Regions from separate parts of the Oryctolagus cuniculus genome. Here region 1 is linked to region 2. A link is a contact called in public Hi-C data. All regions are on one chromosome and are shown on one strand. The core of a region is the stretch at or near the end of the contact, and the rest is flanking DNA. Distances in the headings are between cores, read along the strand shown.

What was found. Hi-C and Micro-C count contacts between places; a contact is called where the count stands out from the background.
Region 1: a Hi-C map of embryonic fibroblasts shows a contact between it and region 2, with 3 times the contacts expected there. The contact joins two enhancer-like sites. A contact is called at or near these places in 5 of 6 Hi-C or Micro-C datasets (ear pinna, embryonic fibroblasts, psoas muscle and 2 more).

Annotation. Positions count from the first base shown.
Region 1 is chr7:31,119,085-31,123,488 of mOryCun1.1, reverse strand. No RefSeq gene overlaps it. Among named protein-coding and RNA genes, the nearest start is that of RCSD1, 28 kb to the right of the region's middle. Within about 2 kb of position 1,953, at least 4 of the 8 cell types and tissues checked have an H3K27ac peak or open chromatin away from gene starts, as enhancers often do.
Region 2 is chr7:31,040,676-31,044,884 of mOryCun1.1, reverse strand. RCSD1 (RCSD domain containing 1) reads left to right here. Exons shown (of 6, transcript XM_008264120.4): 2 at 3,716-3,817. Among named protein-coding and RNA genes, the nearest start is that of TRNAP-CGG, 27 kb to the right of the region's middle. Within about 2 kb of position 2,099, at least 3 of the 8 cell types and tissues checked have an H3K27ac peak or open chromatin away from gene starts, as enhancers often do.

The DNA of each region.
Region 1 (4,404 bases), core at 704-3,203, 79 kb before region 2:
TGGGGAGTGAACCAGCAGATGGAGGACCTCTCTTTCTCTGCCTCTCTCTCTGTAACTCTGACTTGTAAATAAATAAATAAATATTTTAAAAAAGAGAGAAAGAAACAAGTAGAATGAGGGCTCCCATCCACTGGTTCACTCCCCAGATGGCCACAACAGCCCCAGTGGAAGCCAGGAGCCTGGAACCCCATCCGGGCCTCCCACATGGGTGCAGGGGCTCAAGCACTTGATCCATCAGCTGCCGCCTCCCAGGGTGTGCACTATCAGGAAGCTGGAGTCAGAGTGGAGCTGGGACACAAACCCAGGCGCTCTAATGTGGGAGACAGCTGTCCCAAGTGGCATCCTAACCCCTGCACCGAATGCCTGCCTCTGCCTTGAATTATTTTCCCAGCTAAAAATATCCCAGCCCTGGTTTAAAGCAGATTGCTCATCTCCAGTTGTTTCTTGAGTAATTGTTTAAAATGCAGATTCAGGGGCTGGCATTGTGGCATAGCAGGTTACGCCACTGCCTGTAGAGCCAGTATCCAATATTGGAGCACTGGTTCCAGTCCCGGCTGCTCTGCTTCTGATCCAACTCCCTGCTAATGTGTTTGGGAAAGCAGCAGCAAACGGCCCAAGTGCTTGGGCCCTCCCACCATGTGGGAGACCCAGGTTCGGTTCCTGGCTCCGGGCTTCAGCCTGGCCCAGTCCCAATTATAGCAGAAATTTGGGGGGTGAACCAGCGGATGGAATGTCTCTCTTTCTATCCCCCTCTCTCTCTGTTTCTCTCTCTCCAGTGGAGGAGAAGGCATATTTATTTATTTTCCATTTTTTGACCTTTTAAACATTATTTTTGTAAATTTTGGATTAACCGGTAATACTTGCACATTGTTATGGGGCTCAGGGCAATATTTCAACACATACACCAGGCATAAGCTGATCACATCAGGCAAGTGACTTTTCCTTATCTTTCCTTCGTGTTTGGAGCCTGCCAGCTCCTCTAGTGCAGGTCCTCAGGCAGCATGTAAAACTTTTTTTATTTTTTAAGATTTATTTATTTGAAAGTCAGAGTTACACAGAGAGGGAGAGGTCTTCCATCTGCTGGTTCACTCCCTAGTTGTCCAAAATGGCCGGAGCTGAGCCAGGCTGAAGCCAACAGCCAGGAGCTTCTTCCAGGTCTCCCACATGGGTGCAGGGGTCCAAGCACCTGGGCCATCTTCTACTGCTTTCCCAGGCCACAGCAGAGAGCTGGATCGGAAGTGGAGCAGCCAGGACTCAAACTGGCACCCATATGGGATGCCGGGACTGCAGGCGGCGGCTTTATCCGCTATACCGCAGCTTAGGCCCCGAATTTAAAGCTTTACTGTGAAACACAGTCTCCCCTCTGTGCCTCTGCGCATCGTGACTTCCATCCAACGATACGACCTCAACGGTTCTCTGGAACAATTTTGGGCTTCTGCTTCCAGGCCTCCCCTTACTGCGGCCTCTGCTGAGACCACGTGGACTCCGGGAGCCCTTTGTCTGGGTGGTTAATTCTCTTCAAGAGACTTATTCTCTCCCCTGTGGTTATTACAAACACCGTCTTCCTTTTTATCGACAGCACACCGGCTTCTTTCAAGAGATTGCAACCTCTCACTCTGCAGTGTTCGCGTTATCTAAAGCTCAGGCAGAGAAATGACATCCGGGACCACTTTTCCAAGAACACGCAGTCCGCACAGATTTTTTTCTTTTTAAGCCCTTCTGAACTTTATCCTTGAAATGTATCAGCGAGTTGCCTGCTTGGATTGTGTGGTCTGGGCCCGTGTTTGGGTCTATTTTTTCTCGAATTGTGCTGCGTTGTTACACGATCAGCCTTGCTTTGAACATCGTTGTAAGAAAGAGCTGCAGGGTGTGCCTGACACACGAGGGCGCTATCGCTGCAGTTTCTAATATTCGTGGCACAGAACCGCGAGCGGGAAGCGAATCTGTGGCTGGGAGCAGCGCAGAGAGAAAGGCAGTCGCTGGGCGTTCCCGGCTGGGCAGGCAGGGTCTCTGGATCGAGACCCGCGCTGCCGGTCTGAGTCCACAGCTGTCTCTCCCAGAAGGCAGGACCGGCTGCATCTCCTGTGGCTACGGAGGGGTCCCGACCAATGGATCTGTGGAGCCTGACCTGGAATCACATGGCTCCAGGAAGCCGCTGAGCCCGTTCTTGGCCTGAAAAATCCAAGTATCATCTCACAGGAGCTGTGTAGAAGAGGAAACAGGTGTTGTAGCTGAGGATTTAACCCAGCGGGGCCTCGTCTGACACCAGTGGTGCTCAATACGTGTGTTCATGAATGCATGCTTACAGGCACGGGGTGCGTAGAACTGCACAGCTTTCCCTCGACTGGGAGCCCATCCCGGGCAGGGGAGAAGCAGAACCTCAGAGCCTTGCGGCCTGCCCTGGTCGGCCCCGCCTCTGAAGGCAGGGGGAGGAGCCCGCACTTCCCCAATTACGGTGCCCGCATGTGGTGCAAGGGACCTGGGGTCACCTCCTTCCTCTGCGCAACATCCACAGAGCGGTTTCTGCTGCCTCCTTCCTGTCCCTGCTTTCCTGAGACCCAGCCCCAGGATGCGGTCAGCGCTTCCTATCTGACGCTGTCCCCGGCTTCCTGACCTGAACAGAGCCCTGCTGGCGCTCCCCACCCTCCCCGGGTTGAAACGGGCTGTCCCTGGCACCCAGCTCCCTGGCCTTGGATCTAGGGGCAGGAAACAGTAGGAGGCACTGTCCCCACACCTACTTTGACCACATTTTCCAAATTTCAAAGAAGGACTCATCCAGTGCCTGGACCATGTGCCTGCTCGGAGCTCAGGGGCCAAAGGCGAGAGACTGCAATGTACCAGGAAGCCCAGCCAGGATGGACGGCGGCCGGACACGACCTTGTGGGCAGGTCTCTGCTTCTGCCATGCTTTCCCGGCCGTGAGTGTGGCTCAGACACCACCCACCCTAGCCCTAGCCCTGGCTGGCTCCCTGCCCTGGTTCTGCTAGGAAGCCAGGCAGGAACAGTCACGTCCAGGAAGCCTCTTCCCGGAAGGCGCTCACTGGTTTGCTCCGCGCTCAGCAGGCTTGGCGTAGTGTCTACACCCTCAGCTCTTTGGACGCATTCTGGCTCCATTTAAACATCTCGATCCAGTGAGCCAAGTGCATCCCATAAGCACCGTGATGATCGGTGTCACATGTGCAGGTCTGGGGCTGTGCACTGTCAGAGACAGAAGATGAACAGGAGGTAGCCTTACCTCCTACACCACAGCATCTTAACCACGAGGTCAGACTCCTACCCTATATCTCTCTCCCCCTTTTTTTTTTATAGTAATAGAAATTGTTTACTGCATACTTAGAAACTGAGCTAATGACTGCATTTCCCAATTTCCCTTTAACTAGAATGGTTTGTGTAATGATATTGGGCCAAGATGATACAAACTTCAGGGCCAGACTCTCTCTCTCTCTCTCTCTCCCCCGCCCTCTCTCTGCCTCTCCTTCTCTCTGTGTAATTCTTTCAAATAAATAACTAAATCTTAAAAAGAGGGAGAGTGTGTATCCGCCTCTGGGATTATCGAGACTTTGGGCTAGCACAATGCCTGCCTGACACAGAACACACACTCAATCCTCTCTCTCCCACCCAGCGCCTATGCCTTGCCCGTGCCGAGTAGCCTGTGACAGAGGAGCACTGGGTAGACCCCTCCACCGTCTCTTGTCTCACTGGACTTCACAGGGATCCATCAGCCCACACCAAGGTTGAGCAGAGACAGGGCCCGCAGGGACGCCGGCACAGCCCAGGAGTCTTTTTACAAACACAGTGGATCAGTGGCACCTGGAGGGAGGACAGCCAGTGGCATCTGGGAAACACAACAGTGCAGGCCATTGTGTGGATAAAATGCCAGGATCATGATCAGGGCTTCTGGGCTCTTGGCCTGACCTTTGGAGTCAAAGGTGCCTGGGGAAGAATGGCTTGTTGGTTCAAGTTCAGGGCATCATAGTTCTGGTGGCTCCAGTCCCCACTAAGAATGCTGGGAAAAACCTCTCTGCTGGACTGCCCTGGGCCTGACAACAACCTGAAAGACCAGCAAGAATCAGGAGCAGCCTTCTTAACAAATCAAAAACCACAGGACATTGTGCCAGCAGGTAGGTGGCAATCTCCGTGCAAATCCTACAACCAGCATTCTTTATTTTATTTTATTTTATTTTATTTTATTTTATTTTATTTTATTTTATTTTATTTTTATTTTTACTCATTTGACAGGTAGAGTTAGTGAGAGAGAGACAGAGAGAAAGATCTTCCTTTCGTTGGTCCACTCCCCAAATGGCCGCCATGGCCAGCGTTGCCAGGAGCCAGGCACGCCCTCCTGGTCTCCCATGCGGGTGCAGGCACCCAATCACCTGGGCCATCCTCCACTGCCTTCCCGGGC
Region 2 (4,209 bases), core at 850-3,349:
GGGGGTTCCCACACAGGAGGTGCCCTAAGGAGATCAAATGACCAGCTGGCTCCCCGGGCAGTGCGCTGTCCACCCTCCCAGGATGGTACTGGGCAAATACCGGAATGAACTGGAGAACGAGGAATGGTATGAATGCAGAGGAAGATGCTGGAGTCATTGCTGTACCCCCGAGAGACTGCATTGAGCCTTTAGAAGTGGCGGTTTAAGCATGAGCATGTTGGAAGGGGCTGAGCATCTTGCACGAACAATTTTTCCATTCTGAAAGACTAGAGAAGCAAATGTGACTTCCACCCTGGAAGCGCTGGCTTCTCAGCCTGTTTCTGGTGAGCGAGAGAACCTTCCTTTCTGCCAAGTTCAAGAGTTCCCCAGCCCCCATGGCTTCTTGCCTCAAGCTGGAGACAGTGAGACCCTCCCGGTGCTAGGTTTCCCTGCGCTGTGGCCCAGAGAGTGAGAAGCTCTTAGATCTCGGACCAAAGAGGAAGCTGGAGAAACAGTGCAGATCCAAGAAGGGACAAAGAGCCCCTCTTTGCCCTACACACAGAGGTCCCACTGTGTAGATGGTTGGCAGCATCCAAACTGTGTTTCCTCAATGTGGCAACCGTGGCGAGAGGGGAAGCTCCATGCTGCCCAGACACGGGACTCTCCAGCTCTTGGGAGAAAGTCCCTTAGAAATGGAAACACCAGCAGCGACTTTCTCCTGGCCTTGGCAAAGTCAAGCTGTAACCACAGGCTGCCTTCCAACCCAGTTGGCACAGCAGGCTGGAACAGTGGCAGGAAGGGCTTGTTTAGCAAGTCCCAGAACCAGGCGGATGGAGTAGAGACCTGAAATCTGTGCAGACACTGGTGGGCTGAAGCCAGACACAAAGGAAGATGACTCTGAGAACAGACGTGAGGCACAGAGATCAGTCCGAGGAGGAAGACAAACTGAGTTCTAGGCAGTGACCGAGACACAGAGTGGAAGCAAGCGGCTGGCGTGACGGGGACCTGCAGCAGGGTGTGGTCTGTGGGGGTGACTGGAAGGTGTTAGCGAGCCTGGGAGCAGGTGCCCAGGCCCTGATACTGGCTTACTGGGTCGGATGGGAGGACGGGGGAAGAAACCAGCTTTAAATGAGCATGTTCTATGTATTGGGCTCTGTGCTTAGTGGACTTCTCAGGAACCAAGAACCATTTCATCCTGGAGTGGGTGGGAAGGACCACCAAGTCCTTCTCAGAACACAGTCAAGGTGAGAGCTAACCAAGGCAGTGTCAGGGCTGAGTCGGCGTGGCCTTGAACCTGTGGGAGCGGGTTAGTAGCTGCCTCTGCCAGAACCGCAAGGCAGGGGGCCTGCGCTGTGACACAGTGAGTTAAAGCCCCAGCCTGCAGTGCCGGCATCCCATACGGGCACCGGTTGGAGTCCCGGCTGCTTCTCTTCTGATCCAGCTCTCTCCTATGGCCTGGGAAAGCAGTAGAGAAGTAAAGAATAGCCCAAGACATTGGGTCTTCCTGCATGGAAGACCCAGAAGAAGCTCCTGGCTCCTGGCTTTGGATTGTCCCAACTCTGGCCATTGCGGCCATTTGGGGAGTGAACCAGCAGATGGAAGACCTCTCTATCTCTCTCTCTCTCTCTGTAACTTTTTCAAATAAGTAAAATAAATCTTAAAAAAAAAAAAAAGAACTGCCTGCTGCTCAGAAGTTGGCATCAGATGCGTCACACATGACCTCAGATGGCTTCTCCTGTGTGACGCTGGCTAGGTGACCTGCCCCCTCTGGCTTTTAGTATGCCTGACTGGCAGGAGACAGGCATCAGTCTGTCTCCTGCCTCAGGGGATGGGGCGTGTCTGGGCCGGCCCCCTCTCCCTTGGCTCCTCCACTCCAAGAAAGCAAACACAGACACATTTTTAGTCTTTCCTCCGACCCTGCCTGTGAAGCCCTAAATGCTTCCAGAGCCTCTTAGTTCTCTGAGCCCCTCGCCAAGCCCCGTTTGAGACGGGGAAGTGAGGGAGGACTTGTTGGATTCTTACACCGCCCTATTTTTAACTGGAGTGTATCTTCCTGCACAGCCAGTGATTGGCGCCTCTAAAGCCCAGATGAAGTGCGCCGTCAGCAGGATTCGTGCAATAAATAGCAGCGGACAGCAGGGCCGATCCGTTCCGTGGGCAGGAAGCAAGACAGATGGACACACTGACCGGCCCAGCGTCTCTGCCAAGAGCAGCTCGGTTGACCACGCATGCTCCCTGAAGCCTCCGTTGTTCCAGGAGGGCAAAGTGCCGGCCTCTGATGGCTCCTAGCGTAGCAAGCGAGAAAGTCAGACAGGTGCATGAATTGGGGTGGGGTCTCAGCCCCCCATGGCTTTTTCCCAGCGTGGTGAGGAAATCCGGCATCTTGTAGAGAGGTGACTCCTTGTACCTCTTTATGCAAAGTCAGCATGGGTGTTCGGGCCAGACCTGTGGTGAGCTTGCAGAGGGCCCTGGCCCTTCCTTCAGAACAGCCATTCACAGACCAGCAGGTTCATAGCCCCTGCAGGCATCCTTCCCATCTCTAAACAAGGCCTCCTTCTCAAACCTCCGCCCCTATTTCCTTAACGTCACTGCCTGAAGTTGGTGGGGGAAGGTAGGAGGGCCCTCCCCTGCCCCGCTACAAGGGGCCAACATCATAGGAAGACTAATGATATTGACTTTGGAGGATGCGTGCAAGTAAGAGAGCTTGGAGACACCCTAAGCATAAAAAGAGGAGTGTGTGTGTGTGTGTGTGTGTGTGTGCTGTGCAGTGAGCAAGCTGCTGCTGGAGAGAACCGTGCTGTGTTCATGCAGGAGACCCATGGAAAGGTGGAGATGGACTTTCTCAAACAAACGGCTGCCCACATTCTCCCGGCTACAGTTGAGACCTGAGGCAGGGAAGAGGTAGAGGGAACTCACAGTCTATACAGGGGCCAGCGGTGTGGCTCAGCGGGTTAAAGCTGTGGACTGTGGTGCCGGCATCTCATAGGGGCACCCGTTCAAGTCCTGGCTGTTCCAGTTTTGGTCTGATCCCTGCTGATGGCCTGGGAAAGCAGTGGAGGATGGACCAAGTGCTTGGGCCCCTGCACCCATGTGGGAGACCCAGAAGAAGCTCCTGGCTCCTGGCTTTGGCTTGGCCCAGCCACAGTCATTGCAGCCATTTGGGGAGTGAACCAGCGGATGCAAGATTCTCTCTCTCTCTCTCTCTCTCTCTCTCCCTCTCTGTAGCTCTGCCTTTCAAATTAATACAGCTTTAAAAACATTGAATAAAGCGCATTTGCTCAGTGCGTTTCATATAGCTAAAGGCCCCTCCGTCCAGGTGCATTTCGGCAGCCTCCAGTTTTCAAAGGAGCTGAACGAGGAAGTGAGACGCCCGTGCTGTGGCTGGTACAGCCTTCTTCTGCCGAGACCTTTGTGGGATGAGAAGCCTGGGGCTTGTGCTGCCTCCAAAATCCCAGGCCACACCCCCCAGGACAGGACCAAATTGTATTTGTCCCCAGGTCCACGGAGCCACACCCAAAGCCAAGTACTTTGTAGATGGTCACCAAATGTGGTTGACTGGATGGTGTTTAGAAAGCTTTAAATGCAGAAGTGAGTTGGCAAACGATGTTACCATACCCTGTTGCCTTGCATGGTCACAGCTGCTTGTGGCCGCAAAACAAGGACCCTGCCTGGTACCTGGGTAGGGAAGCCCAGGGCACGTGTGCTAATTCACATTCCCTTCTGCTTCTGTTGCCAGGAAAGACCGGCAGAGACCAAGGCCAGTGTGGACAGCTCGGCGACCCCCTCGGTGGCTCAGCTGGCTGGGCGCTTTAGGGAGCAGGCGGCTGCTGTGAAAGAGGTAAGTCTGGGGTATCCAGAGCCCCATCTCTGGGAGGGGCTGGAGGAAGGCAAAGACTGGGGCAGCCCCCCCCCCCCCCCGAAGAGAGAGAGGGAAGAGGCTTGGTCATGACCAAATTAGGAAGCAAAGTGAGAGAGGGTCCCTGTGAGTGTGCCAAGTCCAGGGACCGGGCTGAGCTGAAAGACCAGCCCTCAGAGATGGGAGATGGCTTCAGTTTCCTCTCCATCATCCACCCACACAGGCTTAGGTCTTGCCCAGCTGCACCAGGCCTGGGTTGGCTCAGAAATAAGAGGTCCCCACGCCCAGCTCCTGCCTATAGCCTAGGAGTCAGCAGCAAGCAGGGCCGGGCACTCTCAAGATCGGAGCCTGGAGAAAGGAGAGGGGACTGGAGG